Regions from separate parts of the Mus musculus genome. Here region 1 is linked to region 2. The links are chromatin contacts, called in public Hi-C maps. All regions are on one chromosome and are shown on one strand. The core of a region is the stretch at or near the end of the contact, and the rest is flanking DNA. Distances in the headings are between cores, read along the strand shown. Region 1 overlaps Gm32507 (a long non-coding RNA gene). Region 2 overlaps Klhl2 (kelch-like 2, Mayven).

Evidence for each region. A called contact is a pair of places that touch in the nucleus more often than the background predicts.
Region 1: a Hi-C map of cerebral cortex shows a contact between it and region 2, with 3 times the contacts expected there. The contact joins two enhancer-like sites. A contact is called at or near these places in 6 of 39 promoter capture datasets (3T3-L1-derived adipocytes, the C10 cell line, frontonasal cranial neural crest and 3 more), 2 of 484 Hi-C or Micro-C datasets (cerebral cortex and cortical neurons), 6 of 115 datasets of contacts at active chromatin or transcription factors (CD8 T cells, bone marrow-derived macrophages, embryonic stem cells and 3 more) and 3 of 9 other capture datasets (adipose tissue, liver and pancreatic islet).

The regions. Positions count from the first base shown.
Region 1 is chr8:64,937,826-64,944,854 of GRCm38.p6, forward strand. Gm32507 (a long non-coding RNA gene) reads left to right here. Exons shown (of 4, transcript XR_379050.2): 2 at 130-255; 3 at 4,627-4,773; 4 at 5,996-6,910. Among named protein-coding and RNA genes, the nearest start is that of Gm32507, 3.9 kb to the left of the region's middle. Within about 2 kb of position 5,351, at least 17 of the 459 cell types and tissues checked have an H3K27ac peak or open chromatin away from gene starts, as enhancers often do. A contact at or near this core is called in cerebral cortex, where this site is marked.
Region 2 is chr8:64,804,555-64,811,465 of GRCm38.p6, forward strand. The region is part of intron 4 of Klhl2 (kelch-like 2, Mayven); the gene reads right to left. All of the region lies in intron 3 of Gm46040 (a long non-coding RNA gene), which reads left to right. Among named protein-coding and RNA genes, the nearest start is that of Gm46040, 33 kb to the left of the region's middle. Within about 2 kb of position 2,192, at least 40 of the 459 cell types and tissues checked have an H3K27ac peak or open chromatin away from gene starts, as enhancers often do. A contact at or near this core is called in cerebral cortex, where this site is marked.

The DNA of each region.
Region 1 (7,029 bases), core at 4,101-6,600, 140 kb after region 2:
AACAGTAACTAGCCAAAGCTTTCCCCTCAAACCATAGAAACTGCAGAAATGTGAGATCCAATCCTAATCTAAATATAAACACCATATTTCAAACACTTGCAAATCACTTCCCTTTCCTTCCTTTTTTAGAAACAGATGACAGAAAATCTTAAATGTTATTTCATAAGTAGATGAAGCAAGAGAGAGTGTTTATAATACTGGAGTTCAAACAACTTTGCTTCGATTCATCTTGTCACTGTTCTCTAGTTATGAGGGGTAAGTATTTGAGAAGCTCATTAGCACGCTAAGGGTGGGGCTGGAGGCACAACTTGCTTCTTTTTTGAGACAGGGTTTCTCTGTGTAGCCCTGTCTGTCCTGGAACTCACTTTGTAGACCAGGCTGGCCTCGAACTCAGAAATCCGCCTGCCTCCGTCTCCCGAGTGCTGGGATCAAAGGTGTGTGCCACCACGCCCAGCTTCACAACTTGCTTAAGTGCGTTTGCTGCCAGTTCAGAGAATGGGAGTTTGGCTCCCAGAACCCACATTGGGCAGATTGCAATTGCCTGCAACTGGCTCCTGGATCCAGGTCTAGGGGACCCAACAACCACTTCTGGATTTATTTTTTTTTTATTTTATGTATATGGATATTTTTTGGATTTCTTTTTTAAATTTTATGTATATGGATATTTTTGCCTGCATGCATGTGCTGTATGTGTGCCTGGTGTCCTCAAAGGTCAGAGAACGTTTGGAATCCCTAGGATTGGAGTTACAGATGCTTGTGAGCTGCTATGTGGGCACTGGGGATGAAACCCAAGTCCTCTGTAAGAGTAGCCAGTGCTCTTAACTGCTGAGCCAGGCCTCCGGTTCCCTTCTTAGCCTTATAGCAGATTGAAGAAGGCTTGAGGCTGTTCGTCAATACTATACCTCCATGTTTATTATGTAGGGATGCTCACATATAAAATCACTGCATCTCTTCCCCTAGAGCAGACTGTGCAACTCCCTAAAATTTGCAATTATTTGAGTATATCCAGTTGAAAGATTGCCATGGGCCAGGCAGTGGTGACACACGCCTTTAATCCCAGCACTTGGGAGGCAGAGGCAGGCAGATATCTGAGTTCGAAGCCAGTCTGGTCTACAGAGTGAATGCCAGGACAGCCAGGGCTACACAGAGAAACCCTGTTTTGTTTTGTTTTGTTTTGTTTTTTTCTGAAAAAAAAAAAGGAAAGAAAGAAAGAAAAAAAAAGAAAAAGAAAAGAGAAGAAAGATGGGGGTGGGGGAGGCTAATACTTAAAGCCTTAAGTGAACCTGTTTTCTGTTGCTTTCCATTCATGCCTTAAAATTGTCAATTATGTAGAGCTGGGAGTTGGTCAGAGGTTCAGGGTACTTGCTGCACTTTCAGAGGATCTGGGTTTGATTCCCAGTACCCACAGGGTGATTCAACTACTGATGACTCCAGCTCCAGGGTAGCTAATGCCCTTTCTGACATCCATGAGTACCAAGCACACACATGGTGCATGCATATACATATATATACATACACACACACACAAACACACACACATGTGCAGGCAAACAACTCACACATAAAATGAATAAATCTAATAAAAATGTCATCTAAGATTTCTTTATAAAGGCAATATTGAAGACAATTTAAAAAGAATGCATGTGCAAAATCATCTCTTCGGCAACGTAGCAACCTTATTCTGTTGTCTCAATCTTGCAATTTTAAAATAATTTCAGAAAGGGCTGAGAAGAAGGCTCTGCTGAGCCTAAGAGAATGTCCTCTTCTCTTCCATAGGGGCCAAGTTTAGCTCCCAGTCCATAGTGAGCAATTTACAGCTGCCTATAACTCCAGATCCAGGGCATCTAAATGCTCTCTTTTGCCCTGTGGGCACCTGTGCACACACAAGGCATAGGCATGTATACACATGTATACATACACATAAATTTAAAAAGTCTTAAAAAGTAAATTTCAGATGAAAACTTTTTCTTCCATCAGAAACACCCACTTTCCTGTGTTCAAAGTACACTGCATACAATAAAATGGCAAGTGTCTGGGTGTAGTGGTGCTTGCCCAAAGTCCCAGAGCTCAGGCGGCAGCAGGCAACTCTCCGTGGGTTCAAGGTCAGTGTGTACAGTGAGTTCCAGGACAGCCAGGGCTCTGTAGGGAGAATTTCTCTCTCTCTCTCTCTCTCTCTCTCTCTCTCTCGCTCGCTCGCTCGCTCGCTCTGTTTTGCCTGGTTTGATGGTATACACCTGTAATTCCAACACTTAGGAGGCTGCAGACGGAGGAGCCACACAAGTTAGAGGCAAGCGTGCATCATACAAAAAGGTTTTTTTTCCAGCTTGGGAGAGTGAGCTTCCGTCTCAAACAAGCAAAGTAGAGATAGCTGGAGAGATAGATCAGTGGTTAAGCGTGCTTTCCAGAAGGCTGGGGTTTAGTTCTCAACATCTATATAGTTGTACACAAACAGCCATGTTTCCAGTTCCCGGGGATTCAAGCATCTCTTCTGGTGTCTCTGTGGACACAGTGTGCCTGGAGAAGAAAACCACTCGCATACATAAGCAATGGCAGATCTTGTGTCAAGGGAGGTGGACAGTGTTTCTGATGATAGTAGCGGAAGTTGTACTCTGACCTACACACACGCACACACACACACACACACACACAGAGAGAGAGAGAGAGAGAGAGAGAGAGAGAGAGAGAGAGAGAGAGAGAGAAACCTGAGAGCTCACATCCAGATCCACAAACAGGAAGCACAGAGAGAGCACACTGGGAATGGTGCTAGTCTTCCGAAACCTCAAAGCCAGCCCCAGTGACACACCCCCTCCAACAAGGCCACACCCCCATCCTTCCCTAACAGTTCCACCAACTGCTGGTCTAGATATCAAACATATGAGCCTATGGGGCATTCTCAGTCAAACCACACCTTCACGTAGGCGGTGGAAAGCCTAGGACGTTGTTCTCACGTGAGCTTACATTTTGCTGGAGCTCTGGCCACAGACAGGGAGCAGATCTCTCTGCATAGGAAGCCCCCAGGAGTAACCTTCATTGTTCGCTGAGTGTAATATCCATTACTGTATCAACGCTTGATATTAGCATGTATGCCATGAATATCAATTCTCTTTTCCTGGTCTTATTAAAGGGAAAGCAAAGTCATCTACACTGTAGTTTTTCAAAGCCACAGGTTTGAAATATTCCTTAATTTTGGTTGTTCACCCTGGCTTCTTGTGTCTGTCCCCTCACTGTAAGACTTACAGTGACTGCTAATGCGGGGCTCAAAAGTCTGGCCTTGGTGACCTAAACATGGTGATATTGGCACCGGTAGTAGGGGTCTCCTCCTTATGTAAGGAGCGTGATGCCCATCTCACTGTATTACCCCGACTGGCCGCTAGCTGCCTCAGTTTCTAAGTATATATTACTCTGTCACATGGAACTCTTACATTTTAAAATTACAACTTTGGGCATGGTAGTGAGGCTGCAATTCCAGCACTTGGCAGAAGGATCATCCGAATTTGAGGCCAGCTTGCTCTGCATAGTGAGTTCCACGCCAGCAAAAAGATGAAAAATTAATTGAATTCTGTCTTTAGACGTTTGGCTCTATTAGTGTCCTATCACCAAGTGCGGCACTAAGTTCTTTTCAAAGTCTAGCTCACTTTGCTTTCTTAGAAGTCACTTTTAAAGCCTCTCAACTATACCACTAAAAGGAATCAGGACCATCATTGTAAGGGCTTAGCCAGAAACTGAAAATTTGATAGCCTACAGCAGCGTTATCTTTGTCGGACTAACATGGGAACAGCGCCACTCAGTGGTGATCATAGGAACTGCACCACTAAAGTCTACGACGTTGCCAGTCACCTCCTCTAATCTCCCACATCATTCACAGTGCCCCAAAACACACAGTGTAAATCACGACCTGCCCTGACTCCATTGCTTGAATCTAGGAAGCAGCTACTGGTGTGGTGTAGGGATGCAGCGCTCAGTAGAGAGCGATGTAAAGAGGTGGAGAAATTGTATCTTCACAGAGCCTGGGAGTTAGTCCCGAGCAGATGGCCTGAGTTCCATCTGGCAACCCAAATAGTGGAGGGAAATAACGGACTCTAGAGGTTGTCCTCTCATCTCCACGTGTGCACTGTAATACTCTCGTGACCCTTCCACCTCACCCCTCCCGTCCACCATAATAAATAAAAAATAATGTTTTTTTTTTTTAAATACAAGAGGAAAGAGAACAGAAACGTATACACACAGGCATGTACACACACACACACACACACATCCATGAAAGTAAAAGTTGAGGGGACAGTAAGGGAACATAAGAAGTTGGGGGGGAGCTAACGGGAGGGTATGGTAGAGCACAGTACATTAGTGCATAAAAATGTCATAATGCAGCGTTATTATATACAATTAATATATGATAAGAAAAGAGTTCTTCTTTTGTAGGGAAGAAATACTTGTGGGGCGGGCCTGAGGGGGTTGGTGACACACACCTACAGTCCCAGTACTTACTGGTGAGGTGGAGGCAGGAGGATCAGAAGGCCAATGCTATCCTTGGCCACATACTTAGTTGGAGTCCAACCTGGCCTACATGAGACCCTGTGTCAACAAAAGTAAAACAACAAATATATTTTGATAAACTATTTGGGGAAGGGGCTACAGCGTCGAGAAACTGCGCAGACAACAAAATGTGAGCTATACACGGATGCAGGAAACAAGGAGAAATGTTCCTTTGGGGTTTTCGCCAATTAGAGAAATCCGGAGGAGAGAAGCAGGGCAGTGGCGGCACAGCGGAAACAGGTGAGGACCCTGCACTCCCCCCCCCCCTCCCCAGCCCTTCAGGAAATCTGCAGAATCAGCAAACACCCGGCAGAGACTGGATTCTTGCAGAAGAGCAATGGCAGGTGAACAAAGAGAAATGAGGGTTACTCCTGAGCGATCTGCTGCCCGTCTGCTGTGGGGCGGGGGCAGTGATAAGCCACAGGCGCTCAGCAGTCTCACCCATGAGCCCTCAGCTTCTCAGCCCCTTTGGCTCTAGGTTACATAACTCTAGGATTGTGGTGATTAGTCTTGAGTGTCAATTTGATGGGCTTTACGATCACCATGGAAACAAACCTCTGGGGAGGTGTAGAGGGCACTTTTAGATTAGGATGAAATAGGAAGACTCCCCTCACCCTAAATATGGGCAGCACCATTCCATGGGCTGGGATCCTGGAACTGAGCCCCCAGCACCACCTCTAAAGGTGAGCACTCTCATCGTCTGAGAGTTGAGCACCAGATCCCTCCCCTAAGAGCTGAGCGCCAGCTACATCCTCCACCCCCTGGGAACTGAGCACCAGCTGCACCCCACATCCCCTGTGAGCACCAGCCTCACCCTCCACCCCCACCCATGCTTCCTGCCTCTTGAGATGAGCGATTGCCTGGAGCTCCCGCTGTGTGAGGATCCTGTCGGGATGGACTATGTAGATGAGCTATGAGGCAAAATAAACCTTCCTTCCTTAAGTCTTCCTGATACTCTGTCTCCAAAACAAGAAAAGTATATGATACACTGATCAAAAGGCAGGGTCTCATATTCCAGGTGTAGAGATAAATATGTCCAAAAGCATAGAGGTGGGGCTGGGAGGCAGGTGTGAGGGTGATCATCCCATCTCTGAGGAGAGATGAACCGAAGCCTCATAAGGCCATTTGCTAAAATTCACCGGTGCTGAATTTAGCATCGATGCCATCTGAACTTCTTCCAGGGGAAACATCTAATCAGGGAGATTGGGCAGAGTGATTTTCACTTGCTTAGGATGATGCTGAAATTAATCAAAAGGCATTTATTAGATACTTAATTGCACTTAGTGCAGTGCTGGAGGCCCACAAAGAGCACTGTGTGCACCTGGCCCCTCCACCCCAGCAATTTATAATATAGAGCAGTGGAGAGATGGGGAGGGGAGGGGACGGGACAGGAAGGAAGCCAGAATTTCATGAGGTCCTCAAACATAGCAGTCTCATGCAAAGGAAGATATTTCTTTTTCAGTGTTGGAGATTGAAGCTACTCTTCCTCCAGCTCGTGAGGCAAGCTTCTACCACTTACTCTGCCTTTATAAATGTCCGTCTGTCCACTTTACAGACAAGGAAAGTGCTGGAAGTCGAATTTAAGTTGAGCTTGGTTATTCTAAGGCTCTCTGCTCAGCACTGGTTAGCCTTGGATGGACTGCAGACAGACAGGAAAATGTGCTCAGAATAAAAGGTGTTCTTAAAACTGTAAGACATGGCTGGCACAATAGCCAAGCCAGTCAAAGCTCGAGCCATGCCAGCTGATGACCTGAGTCTGAACCCTGGAACCCACGGTGGGAGAAGAGGAATAGCCGTGCCCTCCATGCACGGTGTAGCATGCACACAGGCACACATTCACATGCCTGTGAGTGTGCACACACACAGTAACAATAGTGAATATAAGTAAGAGTGAATTATGTGATGAGCTGTAATCCCAGTGTTTGGGCAACAGAAACAAAAAATATCAGGAATTCAAGGTCATCCTGTCAACTACACAACAAGTTCAAGGCCAGCCGGAGCTCCGTGCCAGTCTGTGCTGAAAAAGAAGAAAAACCTAAGAAGAGATGACAAGACAGGGAAAGGGAAAGGTGGCAAGAAGGAAGGAAGGACGGACAGAAGGACAGACAGGAAATACACAGACAATCAGAGGGTGGTTGCCAATCTGATGTCCTCAGCCTTCCTGGCCTATTTCACGTCCTCTCAGCGACCTGCACACACAGGCCCTGTTTGTTCTGTTCCTTACCACGGCTCTCATTTTACTTCTCTGGCTGCTTGCTAACCCATTCTTCAGCATCCTGTGTTTCTTACCTGTCATGCAGGACAGGATCACAAGTTCAAGGTCATCTGTAGCCACAGAAGGAATTGGAGGCCAGCCTAGGCTACATAAGACTCTGCCTCAAAACACAAAAGAAAAAAAAAAAGTCCAACACAGCTAAACTAGATCTGAATCCAACTTTACTTATTTTTAAAGTATGTTTAGATTTTTTGTTTTGTTTATTATTCCTCTGTGGGGTG
Region 2 (6,911 bases), core at 942-3,441:
GCAGGATGGTGTAGAGCAAATTATTTTAGCTTTCTGAGCCTTTTTTTTAATTGCAAAATAGATTAATGCAAGTATTATGTAACAGTGAAACCATCAAATGAGATAAGCATCTACAATGTGTAGTACATTATTGAAGATATACCTGATTAAAATTTCTGCACTAATAATCACATATACACAATCATATAGTTTTTTTTTTTTTACAATTTTTTTATTTTTGAGATAGGATCTTACTATGCCCCTCCCCATTGGAAGCACAAATGTCATGCCAACAGATCACTAGTGAAACCAACCAGTAATGGTAAACATCAGGTGGGAGTGGGTATTGTTTAGGACCTGGTGACCTTTTTGGTATCTGGGGAGGCAGGCCGAAATTCCCTAGAATGCTTAGCCCAGACTCTTCCTCCCTGTTGAGCCTTGCACCCCTAGCACAGCTGCAGCCACTTCGTTCCATGCCCACCAGCTAGTTCATATTGTTACCATAATATGCCTTCCAGACATTGACACAGAAAAATTACTTGGCTCAGAGTAGGTCCGTGCTGACTACACACCCTCTTATATTCTGTATGTTGAGGTTTGTGAAGCTTACGAAATTCAACAACTAAAAGCTCCAGCAAGGACCAATCAGAATAAAGGTCAGTTAGAGCTGTTTTGTCTAGCTAGCCAAAATTGGTTGAGTCAGAGCTGACCACCCAGCAGCACTTCCTGCACCTGCACAAGTTCATTGTCGGTTTTGTTTGTTTGTTTGTTTGTTTGTTTTCCCTTATAAGCTAGCCCTGAGAAATGTTTGGGGCTTTAGCCTCAGCCCCCAAATTCTGAGCTTCAGCCCTGATCGTTAGTCTTAGGGTGCACATTCACTAAACCATCCCTGGATGACTGTGATTGGTGTTTATGTGGTTTGTGGGTGACTCCTGAACCCCAACACTTCTGAGATCATTATCTTTATTTTAGCTCCCAGTTAAACTCACATGTTGTTTATGGCCTGCTGACATCTATGATATCCTAATCAAAACCACATCAGAGTCTACACCTTTTAGCTATAGAGCCCACCTGCATGGTCACACTTTGTACAGGAGTTTCTAAGTCGATGTCACACCTTAAGCTTTTTTGTACACCTGGAACAGGAATGACTATTGCCTGGAATCTGTTTCCCATGTTGTACTGTGTTTTAACTATGCTGACAGTAAACTTCAAAGAGCATCAGACTCCCTGAAGTCTGATTCAAGCTGACGGAGTCAGTCTGACCAACATTTTTCCTTCTCATCTCTTCTTCTGATCACTGTCCACACTGACACCCGCAGGGTCCCCCTGACCTCTCAGAAGCCTTGAACTCATGACCCTCCCACTCAGCCTCCCTCGTGGAACAGGTCTGAACCTGTGAGTTGCACATCAGATATCTTGCATATCAGATATTTACATTACAATTCATAACAGTAACAAAATAATCTTATGGCGGGGGGTCCGCACTACATCAGGAACTGTATCGAAGGGTGCCAGCAGTAGGAAGGTTAAGGACTGCTGCACTAGTACAGTAGCCATGTATCCTATGTAGCCACAGGCATGCACCATGATGCCTGGCTTGCTGAGAGTTCTTAAAGCAGTGAGGAGGGAGCAAAGCCTCCACAGACCTTCTGAAAGTACACAAAAGTTCCCGCATGACCTCTGCACCTGCCCTTAGAAGCGTGGGAGCTCCAAGGTGTCTGTGACTCACAGATGTTTAAGAGCCGCCTAGCAGGCCGCAGGTTTGTTTTCTCTATTCCCTACATTTATAATATGAACTGTGCTAAAGAATGAATCTCCAAAACCAGACATGTGGTAGCACATTTCAGCTACTTAGAAGGAAGACAGAAACTAAAGAAAGATGTATTTCCCTTTTATTTCGCCTTAAGAACTCAAATAACTGTAAGTTTGTTTAGCTCAAATTATTCGCCAACTTTGAAATATATGAAACAAAACAGACAAACTAAAGTTTTAAAATATCTAACAAAAACAAAAAACCCACAGCAATACCAAGCGAGGGAAAAATCAAAATCAAGGAAACTTGAAATAGCTTTATTGCTTATGTAATACAGAAGAGATTCTTCCTTCTTTGGAGTGAAATCTTCAAATTACTCATTCCCTCACTCTGACTCAGTTAACAACCTTCACCTCAAATAGCTATCATAGTGCCTTAAGTGTGTGCAATAAGGAGACAGCGGGGAAGGGAACTCAAGCTAGAAGTCAGGAGAAACAGGGTAAGAAGAAGTCTTGCTCTGTCCCTGGCTGACTGGAAGCCAGCCGGCTCTCTCCTAAAGCACTGAGAGTCTTCAGTGAAGCTCCACACAATCCCAGAGACACCAGAAGAACACAGTGCTCAGATCAGTCTCACCAAGTAACACTTCCTCCATCAGTGTAGCCATCCTGAGGCCACCAGACACCCCCACTGCACTGGCCCTCTCCTTAGAACACACTGGACTGGGCAGACAAAAACAATCAAAACACGGTAAAGACAAGCTTGACACATGTTCATCTATAAAGCCTTATTCCAGAGTTCACTGAAAACTACTGGTTACAAAAAGGAGGCTTGCTTTTCTGAGTTGTATTTCCAAATGTCCTTCCGAAACACGGCCTTTTCAGTGGGCTCTGAGGGTTTTATAAACCAGCGGACCCCTACGATAAAGAGATGCCCTTCCCCTCTAAAGAAAAGCTTTCTGGAATGGAGCCAGGCCTCCCAGTGCAACTCCTAAGTGCTGTAGCACCTGAGCAATGCACTCAAAAGGCGAGCCACCGTGACAAGGGGCTCTCCTCAAAGTCCGCGACTAATGTATTAAGACTGGAATATGACAGTTATTAAAAGGGACCCTTAGAGGTGTCCTCACTCCTAGCAGGCAATGTTCCCACTGTAAGAACTGCTACAAACGACAGGAAGAACTAGACTCATGTTTAGACTCTCAGGCCTGTACATCTTTAGCAGTTTCCCTCCAGGTGGCCCTTATGTGTCAAGAGAAATCTGTAATCTATTTACTAGGCATAGAGTATAATGACATCATGCACATCTATAAAGAAAAAGCCCAACAACAACAACACAAGGTACTTTCTTACTGAAAACACCACCTTCAGAGCCCAACAACAGCTTAAGTATACAGAAGAGTCTAAAAGGAGATAACATATTATGATCTTCTCTCATTTCCTGACATAACACAGTCCTTCATACTAAAATGAGGACTCATGTGAGCTTTGGAGGGTGACTTAGCGGGTCAGGTGGAGGCTATGCAAACATAAAGACTTGGGCTCAAATCTCCAGAACCCATGTAAAGCCAGGTATAATAGTATGCTTTTGTAATCTCTGAGTCCCTACAGCAGAGACAGGAGACTCCCTAGAAATTTGTTGGCCAGTTAACCTTAGATAATGTTGAACCAAATGGAAGGCAAGAAATGATGCTCAAGGCTGTCCTCTGATCTCTATATGTTTACTATGGCATGTATGCTCCCCACACGCAGACAGATACATACATACATACATACATATATACATACACACACACAGACTGATAGATGATAGATACATAGATAGATAGATGATAGGTAGATAGATGATAGACAGACATATGATAGGTAGATAGATGATAGACAGACATATGATAGGTAGATAGATAGATAGATAGACAGACAGATAGATGAAAGACAGACATATGATAGATAGATAGATAGATAGATACATAGATAGATAGATAGATAGACAGACAGACATATGATAGATAGATAGATAGGCAGACAGACATATGATAGACAGATAGATAGACAGACAGACATGATAGATAGACAGACAGACATGATAGATAGATAGATAGATAGATAGATAGATAGATAGATAGATAGATAGATGATAGATAGATAGGTAGATAGATGATAGACAGACATATGATAGATAGATAGATAGATAGATAGATAGATAGATAGATAGATAGATAGATATAGACAGACAGACATATGATAGACAGATAGATAGACAGACAGACATATGATAGATAGATAGATAGATAGATAGATATAGATAGATGATAGATAGACAGACATATGATAGATAGATAGATAGATAGAGAGAGAGAGAGAGAGAAAGAGAGAGATAGATAGATAGATAGATAGATATGTTCAGTAAACATATGATCCAATTATTTTTAGTCACAACTCTAAAATTGTTGGTGGATTTTTCTACCCCATGAATTAAAAGTTCCAGCAAAGTTAAAAGGAGAGTGAAAAGGGCCCTCAGGAGGCTTAGCATCCTCCAGCTAACATTTCACAGTAAGCAGATAGCATGTGACATGCTACAACAGCAGTTCTTTAGTCTCCACTCGAACTTGAGGTAGCACATTTCAGCTTCGCAGAGGTGTAAAACATGAAACTCATATCTTATTTGTACAAGTAGAATTTAGAAGCTGTTTCTTAAGAGTTTGGTCCTAGGGGCTGAAGAGATGGCTTCAGTTAAGAATGCTTGCTTATTCTTCTGGAAAACAAAGCTTGGTTCTTTTTTTTTTTTTAGGTGTCTTTTTAAATTTATTTTTATTAGATATTTTCTTTATATACATTTCAAAAGCTATCCCGAAAGTTCCCTATACCCTCCCCCTGCCCTGCTCCCCTACCAACCCACTCCCAGTTCTTGGCCCTGGCATTCCCCTGTACTGGGGCATATAAAGTTTGCAAGACCAAGGGGCCTCTCTTCCCAGTGATGGCCAACTAGGCCATCTTCTGCTACATATGCAACTAGAGACACGAGCTCTAGGGGTACTGGTTAGTTCATATTGTTGTTCCACCTATAGGGTTTGCAGACCCCGTCAGCTCCTTGGGTGCTTTCTCTAGCTTCTCCATTGGGGGCCCTGTGTTCGTCTTATAGATGACTGTGAGCATCCACTTCTGTATTTGACAGGCACTGGCATAGCCTCATATGAGACAGCTATACCAGGGTCCCTTCAGCAAAATCTTGCTGGCATATGCAATTGTGTCTGGGTTTGGTGGCTGATTATGGGATGGATCTCCGGATAGGGTAGTCTCTGGATAGTCCATCCTTTCGTCTTAGCTCCAAACTTTGTCTCTGTAACTCCTTTTATAGGTATTTTGTTCCCTATTCTAAGGAGGAATGAAGTATCCACCTGTTGGTCTTCCCTCTTCTTGATTTTCTTGTGTTTTGCAAATTGTATCTTGGGTGTTCTATGTTTCTGGGCTAATATCTACTTATCAGTGAGTGCATATCTAATGACTTCTTTTGTGATTGGGTTACCTCACTCAGGATGATGCCCTCCAGGTCCATCCATTTGTCCAAGAATTTCATAAATTCATTGTTTTTAATAGCTGAGTAGTACTCCATTGAGTAAATGTACCACATTTTCTGTATCCATTCTTCTGTTGAGGGACATCTGGGTTCTTTCCAGCTTCTGGCTATTATAAATAAGGCTGCTATGAACATAGTAGAGTATGTGTTCTTATTACAAGTTGGAACTACTTCTGGGTATATGCCCAGGAGAGGAATTGCTGGATCTTCTGGTAGTATTATGTCCAATTTTCTGAGGAACCTCCAGACTGACTTCCAGAGTGGTTGTACAAGCTTGCAATCCCACTAGCAATGGAGGAGTGTTCCTCTTTCTCCACATCCATGCCAGCATCTGCTATCACCTGAATTTTTGATCTTAGCCATTCTGACTGGTGTGAGGTGGAATCTCAGGGTTGTTTTGATTTGCATTTTCCTGATGATTAAGGATGTTGAACATTTTTTCAGGTGCTTCTCAACCATTCAGTATTCCTCAGTTGAGAATTCTTTATTTAGCTCTGTACCCTATTTTTTTAATGGGGTTATTTGAATTTCTGGAGTCCAGCTTCTTGAGCTCTTTGTATATATTGGATATTAGTTCCCTATCTGATTTAGGATTGGTAATTCCCAATCTGTTGGTGGCCTTTTTGTCCCATTGATAGTGTCTTTCGCCTCACAGAAGCAAAGCTTGGTTCTTGACACCCGTGCTGAGTACCTCACAAGCACCTAGAAGTCCAGCTCCAGGGACCACAAGCACTCGAACATAAACTCGTGGCACAGCCTCACACTAACACTGATGATAAATCAAATCTTTTATGAAAAGGCTCTAAGTTCTCTTTGCTGCCCTTAAAACACAGTAACCCTTCTGAAAGGACTATAAATAAATACCATCATTTAAATGTTGACAGGACATCGCCACCCAGAATTAAAAGATGCATGCATTCTTTGTTCAACCAATTCCACATTCAGGAGTCCAGCCTGTACAACTCTTGCACACAAAGATTAAGATGCCCATTCACTGCAGCAATCCAGAAAATGGAGCGTTATGCATGCCCAGGACCATATGAGACACTACACAAAAGAACAAGCCATTCTCTTCAGTGAGGGGGAAAAAAAGCAAAGTTTCTGAACAAATATACAAAAAAAAAAAAAAAAAAACTCAAAATTTCAATTATGTGCACGCCTGTCCTGAGCTCATTTACTTGAATCAATGAATGGCTAATGAGCTGAAAGGACCTGTTTCAAAGAACAGCAGCTATCCTTCTCAGGAAGGAGAAGATGGATGGGGGAGGGGGATCACAGAGAAGGGCCTGCGCTAGTCTCTCTTCTGTTGCTGGGAAGAGACACCATGAGCATGCCAACTGTTATAGAAGAAAGCATTTAACTGGGGCTTGCGCACAGGTTCAGCAGTTTAGTCCATTATCTATCATCATGATGGGGATGACGTGAAGGCAGACACAGTGCTGGAGACGTAGCTGAGACCTACATCCTGATCCTCAGGCTGAGAGAATGCCACTGGGCCTGGCTTGGGGTTTTTGAGACCCCAAGGATACACTTCCTCCAACAAGGCCACACCTCCTAACCCTTCTAATCTTTTCAAACAGTTCCACCCACCTGAGACCAAGCATTC